Linked DNA regions of Oryzias latipes: region 2 is linked to region 1. A link is a contact called in public Hi-C data. All regions are on one chromosome and are shown on one strand. The core of a region is the stretch at or near the end of the contact, and the rest is flanking DNA. Distances in the headings are between cores, read along the strand shown. Region 1 overlaps LOC101155292 (tetratricopeptide repeat protein 7A). Region 2 holds the start of calm2 (calmodulin-2).

Evidence for each region. Hi-C and Micro-C count contacts between places; a contact is called where the count stands out from the background.
Region 2: a contact with region 1 is called in a Hi-C map of fibroblasts, with 2.5 times the contacts expected there. The contact joins the promoter of calm2 here to the enhancer-like site in region 1. A contact is called at or near these places in 5 of 5 Hi-C or Micro-C datasets (embryo, fibroblasts and gastrula embryo).

Annotation. Positions count from the first base shown.
Region 1 is chr15:6,626,375-6,634,302 of ASM223467v1, reverse strand. LOC101155292 (tetratricopeptide repeat protein 7A) reads right to left here. Exons shown (of 21, transcript XM_023963404.1): 14 at 7,173-7,230; 15 at 4,785-4,857; 16 at 4,540-4,700. Among protein-coding and RNA genes, the nearest start is that of LOC101155292, 36 kb to the right of the region's middle. Within about 2 kb of position 4,317, at least 3 of the 8 cell types and tissues checked have an H3K27ac peak or open chromatin away from gene starts, as enhancers often do.
Region 2 is chr15:6,688,507-6,696,434 of ASM223467v1, reverse strand. calm2 (calmodulin-2) reads left to right here and starts at 4,875. Exons shown (of 6, transcript XM_004076927.3): 1 at 4,875-4,997; 2 at 5,774-5,804; 3 at 6,707-6,850; 4 at 6,952-7,058; 5 at 7,134-7,269; 6 at 7,358-7,928. The coding sequence starts at 4,995. The coding sequence ends at 7,386. LOC101155537 (mucin-like protein) reads left to right here. Exons shown (of 13, transcript XM_023963724.1): 13 at 955-1,639. The coding sequence ends at 1,087. LOC105355740 (a long non-coding RNA gene) reads right to left here and starts at 3,121. Exons shown (of 3, transcript XR_002291782.2): 1 at 2,895-3,121; 2 at 2,294-2,432.

The DNA.
Region 1 (7,928 bases), core at 3,068-5,567:
TGCAGCGCAGCTTTTGCGGCTTTATGACACGCCCATAGTTGCCCATAAATAGTCCGTGAAACGCCCACAAATGAATATTCATTGATTGAGAAACCATGGCACACACCGAGAGGAAATGAAAAAAACGTAACTTCACTCAATGTGAAGTAGAAGTTATCGTTGGCGAGGTGGAAAAGAGGAGAAAATGTTTGGAGGGCACAGTGTGGGCATTACTAATGCCAAAAAGGCACGTGAGTGGCAAACGGTGGCAGACGCCGTAAATGCTGTAGCCTCACAACCTCGGACCGTGGCCGAAATAAAAAAGAAATGGTCGGACATCAAAGTCGAGGCAAAAAAAACATCTGGCGCTGCATCGCCAGAGTGTGTCTGCCACGGGGGTGGGGGTGGGGGGTCCGGAGCTGACCCCTCTTGATGAGAGAATAGCGGCAATAATTGGGGAATCCCTTAAGTGGAGTGTTGACTGAGGCGCAGGGGGAACACCGACGCGCCAGATACACCGGGTGACACCCCCCCAAAAGCCCGCATAGGTCCAACAGGACGGCTCGAGGAAGTCGGAACCGGCTCATAAGCCAGTCGTCCTCGTTTGCCAGCAAGTTTTCTTGCTGTCTAAAGATGCGTTCACTCCGAATTCTTCCATTTGCCACATCTTCTAAGAGCGCAAGATCAGCCATTGTGCGTCGTTACGCATTGTGATGGGGCATTTTATTACATCTGACAAGCTACAGATGTCGGTAATAATCGACGTGGAAATGGGAAATTGTTCAGCGCAAATGTAATTTCTTGTTGCTTTCTGAATGGTTGAGACATACGCCATACATTGTTTTATCAAAAATAAAACAAACTAAAGGCATATCCATGAATACCATAATTCTGTAGCTTATGAAGAAATGTTTTACTATGAAAACAACTTTCCCCAGTGGACAATTAATGCATCTCTCTCTATCTATCCATCTGTCTGTCTAATTGCACCTATATCTGCTCCGCCAGACGGACACATTAACGGGAATATCAGTTTTGTACATTATTTCGTTCTGTTAACTATATTACCGTATTTTCCGGACTATAAGTCGCACTTTTTTTCATAGTTTGGCAAGGGGTGCGACTTATACTCCGCAGCGACTTATATTAGAAATAAATTGAAATAAATACATTGTTAACCCTCCTGTTATGTTCATTTGTGAGGAACAGAGATGATGTTTCTGGGTCAATTTGATGTATGAGGTATGTTAAGTGTTAAGAGGATGTTAAGTGACTCAGAGAATCAGCAAACTTTTTTTTACAGTAAGATCTTGAAGGCTAAGAACACAATATTCTATTTTCCAATGATTTCATAGATTCAGAAATGCAATAAAAATGACAACTGTTTCTACAAATACAGGATGAAAACAGAGTATTAGTTAGCCAATGATGCTTCATGAAAAGAATAAATAAATAAGTTTGAGAAAAAAATTACTGTGAAATTATTAGATAAACAGTCTGCTATGATTGTGTCATATAAGGTTGTGAAAGTTAAAATGCGACTTATACTCCGGTGCGACTTATAGTCCGGAAAATACGGTATTTATGAGGATGAATTGCACAACAGGCCAATATTGCAGAAAATATTTCACTTTTCTTTTTGCAAATAAGTGTTCATTTGGATTTCTGTTGTAATTTTCGTTTGATTTTTTTGTTTGTTTCACTGCTGATCGATCAAACGGGTGTTCGTGTAGGCTGTTAATTGTAAGACTTGCTTTGTGAAGTCTTCATGTTATTTATGAGAGGCAGGATTGTCATTTTCACTTTCACGTGCCGAAGGTGTCGCATTTCTCATTTCACCCGTTTTTGTGCGTACGCCTGGGTCAGAGCTTGCGTGAAGGACCGCACATTTTCCCGTCAAGTTTGCTTTTTATAAATCTCAACTATTGCGTAGAGAGTGGCGTACGCCTTCTTTTGTGCGTACGCAACGTTTAGAAATGAGGCCCCAGATGCCTAATTTCAAGGTAAAACCAAAAAAAATGATGAGATTAATTAAAACTTACTTCCTTGTAAGGATCAGTGTTCTGTTTAGTTGATTTAAGATATTAAAGTTAAGTTTTGTGTTTGATAGTTTACTTTTTTTTCCTATCACTTATCAAGTGTTCTCTTTTAACTAATCCCCCTTCCGCAGATTTAGGCGGCTTGTTTTTAGTTTTTCTTCAACAAATCATTTTATTTTAATTTATTCCTTAATGTTTTTTCAGTTTAGATTTGACTTTTTGTCATGTTTTAATTTGTGGATAAAATTACCAGCATTTGGGTCCTTAAACCACCATCGCTGGAACCCCAGTGCAGCTTTTGAGGAAAACGTATGCAGATCACTGAAAATCTCCCTCCACCTAGGGATCCACGCATCTCCTGGGGTACAAATGACCCTAAGAACTGGAGGGAAACAGCCTATTTATTTATTTCAATCAGTGAAAGCATCTCCAAGTATGGCAATGATCTTAACCACATCGCCCGGGCAACAAAAGAGTGGCTACATAAAAATGCATTTTAAAGTTCTGGAGTGGTCTAGCCAGTCTCTGGACCTCAATGCAATAGAGAATAAGTGACAGGAATAGAAAAAGCCTTAAAATAGCTCAGCTCTTGAGAAGATCTGCAAGGAGGAATGGACCAAGACAGCAGCTACAGTGCAAACCGGCAGAAGACCTACAGAAAAATCTTAACCCTGTCACTGAAACCAGGGTTACATTACAGAATACTGAGGTGAACTTTTGTTCAGTCCCTCCAGGATCCAGAACCATATGAAGCCGCAAAGTTGTAATATTTTTCAATAAAACATTTTAACTAAAGCTGATCACATGAAATAAGATCGTATTTTAAAGGAGGGACTTGCAAAATCGGTGACTGTCAAATATGTTTTTGTAATTTTGTAAAGATTGCAAAAAAAAGGCCTAATTTCTCTGACAAAAAGATCAATACACCAAAACTGTAGTTACAGTGTAAAAGCACATCATTGTGTTTTAAGTTTGAGTTGTAATTGGATCAAAATGTGTTCATGTTGGGATCTGAGGCCACAGGAAGGAGATCCTGTTCTCTAGATCCTCTCAGTTACTGCAAAACCACGTTTCCAGGAATCTTCCGGAACATACAAGCTATTCTCTTCTTTCCAGAAACACACATTTCAGAGTCAACCAACAGGTCACAGCTTGCTGTTTCATAAGTTTGAGTAGTTTCATGTGAGCACCCCCCCCCACACACACACCCACACACACACTCACACAGACACACATATACTACAAACTGTCACCTGACACAAGGTAAAACGTATGCAACATCTCCTGAAAGATTCATTTGCGTCTTAGTCTCTTCTCCCCAACAACAGTTTTAAAACAACAACCGCATCCGCCTCTTCTGCTTGTATGACCTTACGGTTACCGGGGCGATGGGGATTTCTGGTTTAGAGTGGGGGGAATTGGCTGAGCCCAGAAAAGAGCTTTTAAATGGGTCAAAGCAGTCAAGTGTCTCTATGGAGGAGGTGTGTGTCTGCAAGTGTTTGATTGTGCATGTAGACATAAAACATCTATCTTCCAAGTGTACACACACACGCACACAAACACACAGCAGCCACCAGTGAGGCTTTTGTAATTATAAAAGCATCCACCCACTCCATCTCTGTGTTTTCTTCTCCCAGTCGGGCTCTAATGTCCTTCGTTATTTAATCAGCCTTTTTTTTGTGCTGTATTTCCTCTTCCTCCTGATGTATGACTGCGCCCCATCTGTCTGCGGTGGGACCATGGAGGCCAACACTGACCCCAAATGGTTGCATTATGAAATTTACGCAGCTTTGAAGCAGACAGAGACCACATCAGAGGGGTGATGCAACACGCTTCCATGTCAATGTGAAGTAAATAATGTCCGTCTTGATGCTGTGGTCGCCTGCCACACGGACCCACAGCTCATGATAATGATGAGGGAGGATCTGGATGAAAGGTGAGTCTGTGAAGTGATGTAATGAGTTTGCACTTTTTCTTTTCACTCCATACATAAATATTTTACAGGAATAAAAAATGTTGTCAAAAATATGCAAAGTGATAAAGGGTTAATACTGTCAAGTGCTTCTATTTATGTCCAAAACCATTAATTGTTGGAATACTTTTAACCTTTAAGTTGGCTTAAGCTCCTCTTCATAACAAGAGAGGTGAGTTTTTCCTTTAGGAAGTGTCTGTTGTGTCATAAAAACGTCACTTGGCTCGGGGTCGCAGCTGCAGTGTGCAAAGGGTAAGAGTGTATGAGGGGGGAACCGGTACCGCAATGCAGCCCTCCACTTGGGAACGTCTAAATAAGGCGTCGAGTGTGTGAGTGTCTGTGCGGTCGGCCTCCAACATAGCTGAGGCGAGACACCCAATCCCCACGGAGAGAGAGGGGCTTGTGTTTGGACGGGTCTTCCCTGCACCACCTACAGCAGCTACTCTTCCTAGCAAGCACTCACAAAAGTATCACTCAAAGTTTCATAAGCGTATAGATTGAAATCTCCTCTATTCAGCGTGCGGGTTTAGATGTGGCTGTGGATTTTACTTGAGGTTGTCGGGGTGCTGGCTGAGGGCCAGGTTGAGGGTTTCCAGAGCGTGACAGTGATGCTTCTGGGCGCTCAACAGCAGGGTCAACAGGTGGAGGGAGTGTAAGTCATCCCCATGGAGTGATAACGCTGCCTGCAGGGGCTCCATGGCTGCTGAGACCTTCAAAATAAACGCTTCTATTTTCAGATAAAGGCTGCAACGAACTGAGGATCAAAAGTGAAAACTTTTGCTGCTTCTTAGTACCTGCCGAACAATGGCCAGCTGCAGAGCCAGATTCAAAGAAATCTTTGCATCCTTGGGGTCTAGTGAATGTGCTCTGCAGAAGAACAACAGATATACAAACATGTCAGAACATTAGAACATGTGAACAAGTCGTTTTAGACTGACAACATGTCTTGAAGTAAAACTTTAGTCACGTGCACCTGTATGGGGGTTTGACCCGTACGGGTGCTGCAGGTTTTTGGGTTGTCAGGGCCTGTGGAGAGTCGTAGAGAGGAGTGGCTGCATCTTAAGAGGGGGGTGTGACTAAAGGGACGCCATAAAAATAGAACGTACCATTGTCATGCATGTGATTAATGCATTGTGAAGTATTTATAAGGATAATGCAAGTCGCACACACTTATGACAGACAAGTGAGGCTGTTGGACGATGCCCTTACACAACACTCTAGCCATTACTAAGGTGAGCTTATTGGCTTCTTATTGATGGCGCACAAATGCTGAATGCACGGGGTGTGTTGATCAGTGCCTGAATGACACTTGTAGGAAACAAGACTGTCTCATTTCCTTATTTCTAACAGTCAGTGTGTGAGCAAGGAGCACGCACTTATCACCTGAACAGCACTAATCTGAAAGGCAGAATTTGGGGGACTGAAAAAAAAAAATCAAATCAAATAAAAAAAATCTAACATTTGCAGAGGCAACTTTCATTTTTCCTGCTTTATCAAACAGAGCATATACAAGCATTTCTAAAAAGTAACGTAAGCAGCACCTCAGACGGAAGGGTTATATAACCACACTTCCAGGACGTTTTCCAGTTTGGAAACATGTACCAACCAACTGATAACTTCTAGTAGTTTAGGTATGGGTTGCAGCTGTAAGAAAACAAGCCCCAGACCTCCCTCCCTTTGGCCAGCTTTTCCAGGAGGACACCATAGTGTCTCACAACCAGCAGAGATATAAATTCTTAAAGTCTATCCAGGGTTGGCCACACAACTTTTTCCCATGATGCCTTCCCAGGAAGACATTCCAATGGTATTTCAGTCAGACAACTCATGCAGTAAGAAAATGAATTTCCATATTTTTTTTAGTTTGGCATAAGGCTCCGTTCAGTTACATAAAACAAAGATCACCTCCCCCCCGGCTTTCACTCACAGGTGAAAGCTGGGGGGTTGACGAATGCAGGGCTCGCGGAAATGGAAGAAGAGGGATTGGAACGCGCACCTGGAACTTATGTAGGACGTTAAACAGGTGAGTTGATTAAACTGAACCGCCCTCAGGGAGGAGTAACCAGGTAAACGCACTGCTCAAGTTGCCTGCCTGAAATACTCCCAGGGTCATTCACTTCAGTCAAATGTCTCTACATCCTCTGGGTTTGAAAGTTAACTTCAACTTAGCCACAAACTCTGTTTTTCGGGAAAAGCTTGTTGCAAGACTTCTACCTGCCGTATCTGCTTTTTTTCATTTGTCATAGCTTCCTGTTCTCAAGTACGGGGGTTTGTAAACGTAAAGATCCCCTGCGATTAAAACTGTGTTTTTAGCATGTTCTTGTGGTATTTTTCTGATGATGGAGAGCATATATAAAGAAAATTAAGCTTACAATTGCATCTCTGAGTATTTCTTTTTTCAAATTGTTGTGAATTTGGAGGGGACACAAATATGCCGTTTGAAAAAAGATTGTATTTGTGACGTAGAAAATACACTGGACAGGTCACAAGCTTCCTGCTCTGCTCCATTCTGATGCATCCACTTGCAGACAAACAGATCCATGTGCGTCATTGTTTTCCTTGTCTGAGCTGGAATCTGACTCAAAACTGTACGTCTGGACTGTACGTCTCAGCAATTTTGTTTCACTGGTAATGTTAGGTTGGGGCTGTAAGGGGCTGTAGGCAAGCGAGAGAGCACGTAAACAGAGAGCTTAGTTACAGTATGGATGAAGGAAGTGGGGGTGGGCTTGCTCCACAACTCAGAGGCAAATTTCTAATGAGGTGCTGCTGCTCTGCTTAAACTATGTCCTAGAAAACAACACAGGTTTTTGATTTTGGCTAAAAATGACATAATTATAGTTAAAAGACCACTTTTACAATAGATCAAAAGATAATCGGAGTGGGACTTTAAGATATAAAATGACACATAAAAATGTTTTTTTGGTTAATTCTAAGTAAATGAAAATTTGGTTTATTCTGGGTCCTGTGTCGGGTTAAACCTTTTTTTTTTTTTACCAGCAACTGTCAGTGTGAAGGCTGAGACACCAAAGACCCTTTCCCCTCTTATGCGCTCACAAGTACCAAAGTGATGGGCATGGCAAACACAAAGCTGAGAGACACACCATCTGCGAGGACTTTGAACCATGTTCATGTGAGAAAACGTATATTTAGTAACTGAGAAAGCAGTGCGTCATAGTGAAACATACTTATTTAAGACTTGCAGGGCCTTTTTGTTGAATTCATTCCTGTCGTCTTTGAGGGAAGCTGTGGAGAGACCAGATCTGGTTTTGTTACATTATATCACATTGCAGACAAGGATTCATGCTAACACCTCACCCACTCCATGGTCTCAAATCACAGAACATACAGTGGTGCAAAAGGGTCTCTTTTGGATCCGCGATTCTGCTAGTTGATTTGCGGGAACCATGAGTTTGGTCTGTAATGTTCATCATACATATACTTCAACTATGAGAGAAAAAAAAAGTACCAAAATGAATCCAGGAAACTATATTGTTTATTTTTTTAAATAATTTTTAAAGTATTATGGTACAGAGAAAAGTATTCGGTTGCTGATCTTTCCACACACTGTAGCTGCTTTTTTTGGTCCATTCCACCATGCAGATCTCATCTAGAGCTGTGATGTTTGGGGCTGTTGCTGGAAAAAGAAAACTTTCCACTCCCTCCGCAGATTCTCTAACCCTTGTGCTATCCAAGGCCCTTTAACATTGTGAGTTGGGTCATCTAGACCCCACTAGACAGTGCTCTGAACCTTTTTTCTTCAATAATTTGTGATCTTCACTGGTGTCCATGGATTACATGAAATCTTTCCACCCTTATCCACCTTTGTCATGGTAGGGAGAACACGTCAATGTAAGGGTGGGGTCATAGGATAGCACAAGGGCTAATAGATTGAGGTTTAAAGATGACCAAGTCCACTCCAAAACTTTGAAATGCTCTTGTCC
Region 2 (7,928 bases), core at 3,626-6,125, 62 kb before region 1:
ATTTATGAGATTTGCACTATTCAATATTTCCCACCAAGACTCTTTTACCTGTAGGTAGCAGACATGTACTAGTGCAGTGTTTTTCAACCTTTTTTGAGCCACGGCACACTTTAACCCTGACAAAAATCCCGCGGCACACCAGCATCCAAAAAAAAAAGAAGCAGAAATTCATGGTCTGTATTGATCGACCCCCCCCCCTCCCCTGGATTTTTGTGATAATTGTGGCAGCTAAAGACGAGCTTTAGCTGGTATTTTTGTTAGAACTGAGCAACTTTATCAGCAGAATTAAGAACAAGGAAGTGAAGACTTTGAGCACTTCTGATTGGTCAGACTGATGACATGTGATTAAGCCTTCAAGAATGATTGGCGGAGACAGTTAAAGGGGCGGGACTTTTCCTTACACAGTTATAGCTGCAGCTAAATCGCGGTACCGTGATTCTTATCAAAATGTCTTTAATAGAATTAAATAAACACAAAGAAAAAGTAATTTTAAGATCTTTTATATTCCTAACTACTCAGTGTTTTATCAGGGCCTGTTTGGATGAACAAAGAGCTGAAATCCTGGAGATGGAAAATGTTTTTAGATCAGTGAATGAGGGCAATTTCTCCACGGTGCACTTGACCATCTCCCAGTGTGCCGCGGCACACTGGTTGAAAAACACTGCACTAGTGAACAGTAGAAAAAGAAGAAGAAGAAGAAGCCCCTCCCTGCATGTCCAGTGTGAACACCACTCAAGGACCCGCATTTCGCACGTTCTTGAACGCTCGCCAAAGATGCATGTTTTCTATGACCGTTAATTCTTGATTGTCTACACACATAAATATATAGCAGAGCCAGAAAAGATCAGATGTGCACAGAAACTTTAGCAGCATCGACAAAAATTCACCTATTTGAAATTGTGCCATGTGTTTGTGATGACTCTCGCTTTATGATTGTTTTCCTTTTTCTTACAGCCTCCCCCACTCGTCCCCGGACTACCTGCAAAACCCTCCACCCTTTAACTTCTTTGACCCTTCGTTGCAATACATGACCCACAGCAGCCCTCGCATTATAGACAACGTCACACCCAGGCACCGCCTCCGATAACCCACGGTGCAGGCCAGCGTGGACTTTTATTTATACTTCAACAAATAATTAAACCCAAGAGCCTTTTAAGGTCACTTCTTGTGATGCACAAAGTGGTGCCAAGTCAGAGAGAGTAGTTTACAGTTTGCAGTCAGAGTCTGACCAAGCAGAACTCTACAAGCCCATGGCAGCAAATGCAGAGGAAGGCTAAACCACTGCAGTGCTTCTCGGCCTCCACACAACGTTTGCATTTTCCAGACTATGTGAAGTTCAGGCTTATTGTCATTCACAGCAACGCTCCCGACTTCTTCTGCTGGATCAAATTCTGCAAACACCTTGGCTCTAACATGTGAGGGGTTGCTGTTCTCCAAAGGGATTCATCAACCTGTCTTGGTTCTCTCTTCATGGAAGGATTTATGCCTCCCTTTAGTAAACAGTTCTAGTTGGAATCTGGACTTCAACAGCAAGTAGAAACCATTTGTAAATATGTAACTTACAAATATGGCATCCAGATTAACCTTTTTGTGGAAATGTTTTTTGTGAGAGAAAAAATAAAACGTATGATTAAAAAATTGCATTCTTCATGCATCATATTATTTCGAAAAGCAAGTCTCCAAAACCCGCTTTAAGAAAAAAGGCCTCCAAATAGGACATGTCTCATTTGTTTTTCTGCACCAAACAGCATCATTGCATGCAGTTCTGATGCATTAATGAAGCTTTTCTTCAGTGACTGAGTGAAAGCCCTCCCTGCAGTTTCCACTTTGGTCACCAGGTGTCACAGCTGAGGCTCCTGACGTGAAAATCAGTCAGATTTGTTTATGGGATTTAAGCAGAAACTCAGCACTGTCTGGGCCGCATACACACAAATCCAAGGGACAAGACACCTGCTCTGCAGTTTTCATCTGAGGCGGCTGCAGCATGCGGTGGAGCCCGCCGACCCCTGCAGGATGAGATCATCTGAGAGGGCCACAGAGCGAGGCGGTCCTGCAGGTGCAGAGACAGGCGGCCCAAATGCTCCAACCAGAGAAGAAGTTGCTCAAACATATTTGAGTTTTACTTCCTGAGTGTGGTTTTTTCACAGACGACCTCTCTGCTGCTGTATCAGAATGATCAGAATGATCCGAGAGTAAAAGAAGACTCACATGGATTCTTTTTTTTTTTTCCTGGAGAGAACAAATCTAACGCGAGTAGGTGTCCTTCAAGAGTGCAGAGTGAAAACAAAGTCACCTTGGCGAGACTGCTTGGTGGTGTCACTTTTCTGGAAGGCTCCACATTGCCCTGTTGCACGTGCTGCAGCATCTGAACTCCAGCTTCACTCTCACTGCAGCAGACAGACTGGAGGCGAGCCAGGCAGGGAGAAGAGATGCTGTGACAGAGGGGGCAGAGACGGCACAGGAATGAAAGATGGAAGAAAAAAACAACCAGAGGAAATCACCAGAAGCTGGAATTGTCCCTCAAACTAGACAACAGGTCTGTGGAAGTTCAGAAGAAAACGTGCTTAAAACTATCCAGTTCATCAGTACATTACTGAAATAAGCAGGGAGATTTTCCCAAATCCTCTTCTACAAGTTTTAAGCCAGTAATCCTTTTTGCCTCAGTTTTTGAAGTCTATTTTTCTGCCAAAGGTAGTTCCCAAAAGCCTGCAGGTTTGGTTTTAGTCTTGGACTTTGTGCTGCTAATTTTCTTGGTGCAAGATTGCAAAAGCTCCTTTAGCTGGCTGGCTGGCAACCCTGGCAACCCTTCAATTGAAGGCCGATGCACTTCACCTTTAGCTGAGCATGAAGTTTAGCTCCAGAGCACATCACAGCTAGTACTGAATTCTTCTCACTTTTGTGCCGCATCGCTGAGTGTTGACAGGTAATCTCACATGATGATCAAACACAGGTGCAGACAATAGAGACGTCTTTTCACTCAGAACGTCTGTGGAGCACGAGCAGGCACGATTGTCTCCCGTGGAAAGCGATCGGCTCATCTGGCACAGAACCAGCAGGTGCATTGCAAATCCTCATTCATTAATAAAGCCGTCCCCGTCTTTCAGTTACACAGGTAAACATCTCATATTAGTTGCTGGGATTTATTACCTCATAGTCCCCATCTGCCACCTCCACACGCAAATGAGCTTTTTGTCTTTATTTTTCTTGAAAGCTGCTTTATCTGAGGACTTAATTGTGCAACAAGGAAACAAACTGGACTTTCCAGCAGCCTTTGACCTCAACAGTAAAGAATGAGAGCAGACAAAGCCGTCTGGGTGGGGCAGTTACATATTCACCATGCTGATAATGGGAAAGAACGTAACATAACTAGTGCTTAACTTGAGCAGAGTTTTATCTGCAGAAAACATACGTTACTATGGACTTCTAGATCAGAATCAGGTCTTACACAAGGAAGATTAGTTTCAAGTTTTATAAACTGTTAAATAACATCTTTGGGGTTTCGGTGTTTGCCGTGGATTGACTTTCACCTTTCCGTAGATCTTAACCTTATGCAAATGTCTGAGATTTTCCAAACTGGTGGAGTAAACCTAATCCCAAAGCATTCACAAACAGAAAAAAACAAATCCTATTGTTTTTATTTTCTATACTCATTGCCAAAAAAGGTAAAAGGTGAGGGTGCACACTTCTGCATGCAGTCGTTTGCACATGCTGCAGCTTATATGGTTCTTGTGACAGATTGAGGTCTTTGTGCAGTCACCTCCAGCATTACATAATCTGCACAGTGACAAAATCCCCCTAAGAAGAAAACAGATTGAAATGAAAGAATCCAGTGTGCTCCAGATTAGTTAGCATAGGGTAACGCGTTCCACATCCTGAGATTGCTCAGATCACGCGGCATTGGCAGAATCACCTGTGCGGATGGGAGAGGGGAACCACTTTGAGTCGTCACTTTGCACATCGAAGTATGAGATGCTCATAATTATCTTACTGTGGTGCCAATCTGCCCCTGCAGAGTTCAGAGTAAGGAAGAGGTGGTTTAAGGACAACACCTTCTGGTACAGCAATAAGAGGTTCCTGAAACCTTCCCTATTTGCACCTCCAGCTCAGTGTCTGCCATGGCGTCAGCGCAGATAAAGGTGGTCACTGGGAGGCCGGAGAGCAGTGAAGCGTAAGACGTCAGGATATCAGATACCAGCAGGCCAATTAGACCCACAATCATCTAACAGCAGGAACTTACAATATTTGTAGATGCATGGTTTAACTTTGACATTTCTTCAATGGAGATACAACCAAAGAAAGTGATACAACTTTCAGTCTATGGCACAATTTTAAAAGCACATTGTCTTAACATGACAAGCAATGTAGTCAGAAATTGTAATATATTGGCAAAATATAGTAAATAATGGGACAAAAGTGGCTCCTCAAGTCCCAAACTTCACAAAAGTCTCCTGACGGGCATCCCTAAAGGTGATGCCCATATGTATACACCATTCAACAGTCTGCTCCGCCTGTGGCGTTGACTAGGATGTCTATGGACAGCATGCAGCGGCACAGCAAACCCTGGGAGTGACGCATTGCAGGTACAAACTCACCAATCAGAGAGCGCCATTTCTTTCAGCTACGTTTCTGTCCCCATCACAGCGTAGCAGAAAGTATTCATACGCAGCCATGTAGACCGATGGAAATACCCTGTATACTATGTCAAATATCCATATACTGAAACAGCACTAATAAAATTAGGTTTGAGTTATCGGTTTGTATTTTTTAAGTAAATAAATGTACCTTTAAACGGTTCGGATAGTTTATTTGGAATCGGAAGGGTAAGGAAGCTGGCGGAGGGATATAGAAAAGGGGAGGGGTTTAGCGTAGCCGTTAAAGGCGAGTCCAGTTGTCTCCTCAGTGTGTTCATAGAGATTTTCAGTCTTAGTAGCGGCAGTTCGCCTTCCCTATTAAACGGATTTTTTGCGTCCAACAGCGTTTGAATCAACACTGAAATGGTAAGAAATTACGAAACTACGTTTTACTCTTGCGTTTACCTTTATAGAGTATTGAGACTGGTTTAAACAGATCTGCTGGGAAACATTTCGTCAAGGGAAACCTTTTTCTTCTCCATTCTCATTTGCTTCGCTCGTCCATTTTGCGACAATTTCGTGGTGACGTGGAAATAAGTGTGTTTATTGGGGTTAGCGTTACTGTCGGTAGACGTGCTATGAGACCATAATTACAATATTGGCGCTGTAAGCCGGATACAATACATACATGGGCGTTGCGTGCCCTTTTTATGATGCGTGTTTGAAAGCCTAAACCGCATTCTAACTATACCCAAAATTCGTGCTAAAATAGGACAAATGTGTCGTTAAACTACACATTTAAACAGCCGTATGGTAGAATAACCCGTCGGGTTGGATGGTCTAACTTCCGGAGAGTCGTCCGCTCGCGGCTGAGGCGGCTCATATGGGTGTTAGCCATAGCTAATCATAGCTAAAATTTACCGCCAAATTGGGAGCCGTCTTTTGTCTGCGCTAAAGCGGCTTTGTCGAGCGGTGCTCTGAGGTCCAGTTTCGTCGGTGGTTCCGTTGAATAGAACGTTCTGTTTTTGCTTCTGTCTCGAGTAGTTTGGGCGATATAGCCGCGGGCGTCATCGGTGTCTCATATGCGTGGTGCTAAATAGAACAAAGTGAACATCACGGAGTTGGGAAATGAGGGCGTTTGTTGGTGAAAATTCCACGTTTTTTTTCTTTTCTAATAATGGCTTAATCTGTTCTCTTTTCAGGCCGATCAACTCACAGAGGAGCAGATCGCTGGTAAGACTTCACTGCTTTGACCCCATCGTCCCCTCAAAACCTGTAGTGACCCGAGTCCTGGATCTTTCCCACCCATGCAGTGGATTTACACTTCTGCCTTTTAAGGCGTTCTCCAGGGCAGCCTACCCAGTCATAAAACAGGAATGGAAGAATTAAACTGCCGTTGCTGAAGCGCCGAAGGACTCCCTCATTGAGAGAACTTTGCATTTTGCCGGTTGCCATGTAATAAATGATGTAATCTGGAGGGGCAGCAGGCTTTGCTGAGGTGTCTGCAGTCGCCCTTTGCCCTGGGTGTGTTCATGGAAAGCAAGAACTGCTCTAGCTGCTTGGATTCATATGAGATGCAAAGATGACTCTATGTGAAAACTTTTTGCCCCATCTGGCAAAGTTTGTTTTAGTGATGGAACTTCTCTTTATATTTTTAAAAGCATAAGAATGTGCTATAACCCAAATTAATTGGTCTGCTTTTTGTTTGGACTTTTTTTGGGTACTTTTTTTTTAATATAATGTAAAATGACAGTCGTTGGACAGTAAAATCCACACAGGTGTTGTTGGTCTGTAGTACTCTAGAAGTTCTGTTTGGTTTTATAACATGGACATGCTGCTTTTTACCTCGTTTGGCTCATCAGACTTGACAGGCGTGTTATCGTCGTCCCTTGTGGCTGCTCCAAACCACAAGGGCGCCGGTTTGTAGCTGTTGCAGCCTGGGTCTGCTCTTGAGCTGGTGCTTGCTGTCATTGTTTACCCTAAAACAATGGTAGTTGGAGCATTGCGTCAAACTGTAGCTTTACACTGAACTGAGTCATTCTTGGTTTGGATTTTTGTTTGTCCCAACTGATGCTAATTCTCTACCCATTTGTTTTCCTAAAGACTTTAATCTGCTTCTGTTTTGTGGTGTACAGAGTTCAAGGAGGCCTTCTCGCTCTTTGATAAGGATGGAGATGGTACCATCACCACCAAAGAGCTGGGTACAGTCATGCGGTCTCTGGGCCAGAACCCCACAGAGGCAGAGCTGCAGGACATGATCAATGAGGTGGATGCTGATGGTGAGACATCTGTCCAGCAGCAGTCTTCAGGTTTCTCTGTTGTAATGCTTAACATGACTTTATCGTTTTTTCATCTTCATTTTTTTTTTTTAAATCTACAGGAAACGGAACGATAGACTTCCCAGAGTTCCTAACCATGATGGCCCGGAAGATGAAGGACACAGACAGCGAGGAGGAGATCAGGGAAGCATTCCGTGTCTTTGACAAGGTAAATGTCCTTATTCAGGATATGCAGATTGCTGTATTTTTATTTTTTGAAAACTTTCACTGACTGACTTTATAGGATGGCAACGGCTACATTAGTGCTGCTGAGCTGCGTCATGTGATGACAAACCTAGGAGAGAAGCTGACCGACGAGGAAGTAGATGAGATGATCAGAGAAGCAGACATTGATGGAGATGGACAGGTCAACTACGAAGGTAGGGCTTTTGCTTCCTGTTTGTTTGGTAGATAATTTTAAGTTGCAGTTTTTTTTAGATTTCCTTTTTTTTTTTTCCCCTTCTGCAGAGTTCGTACAAATGATGACGGCGAAGTGAAGGCCTTGTACAGATTTCGTATATAAATTTGCCTTTTTCTTTGTGTAATTTATCTGTAAAATCTTAATAGCCCCTCCACTCGTCCCTGCCCCCTTCTGCTGTCCAAAGGAACTGCATGTAAACTGCATAGGCTCTTGTCCCCATGTCCCTTTCTTTTGCTGTCATGGTGTTTTGGAGTGACGGAATGGTCATATAACCAGAAGCCTGTGGAGACCCCTGGGAGCCAGAGAACTTGTGCTTTGTGCTCGGGGCCCCTCCACACCTGGCGACATTGGAAACCTGTCAGCAAGCTGTCAATTTGGCAGCAATGCTGGCATGGGAGCAATGTAGAGGCATTGACTCTGCATGGACTATGGACAAAGTATATATGGAAATCTCAGCATTGCACTACTGCAAAAAAATGACACGGGTGTATCTCCTTGGTACTCGTACAAACTCTTTTGTATCTGCTGTTCTGTATACCAGAAAATGACTAATCTTACCATGCTTTTTAATGTTTTACTCACTAAAATTTTTTTTTTAAATGACTTCAGGTCATGCTT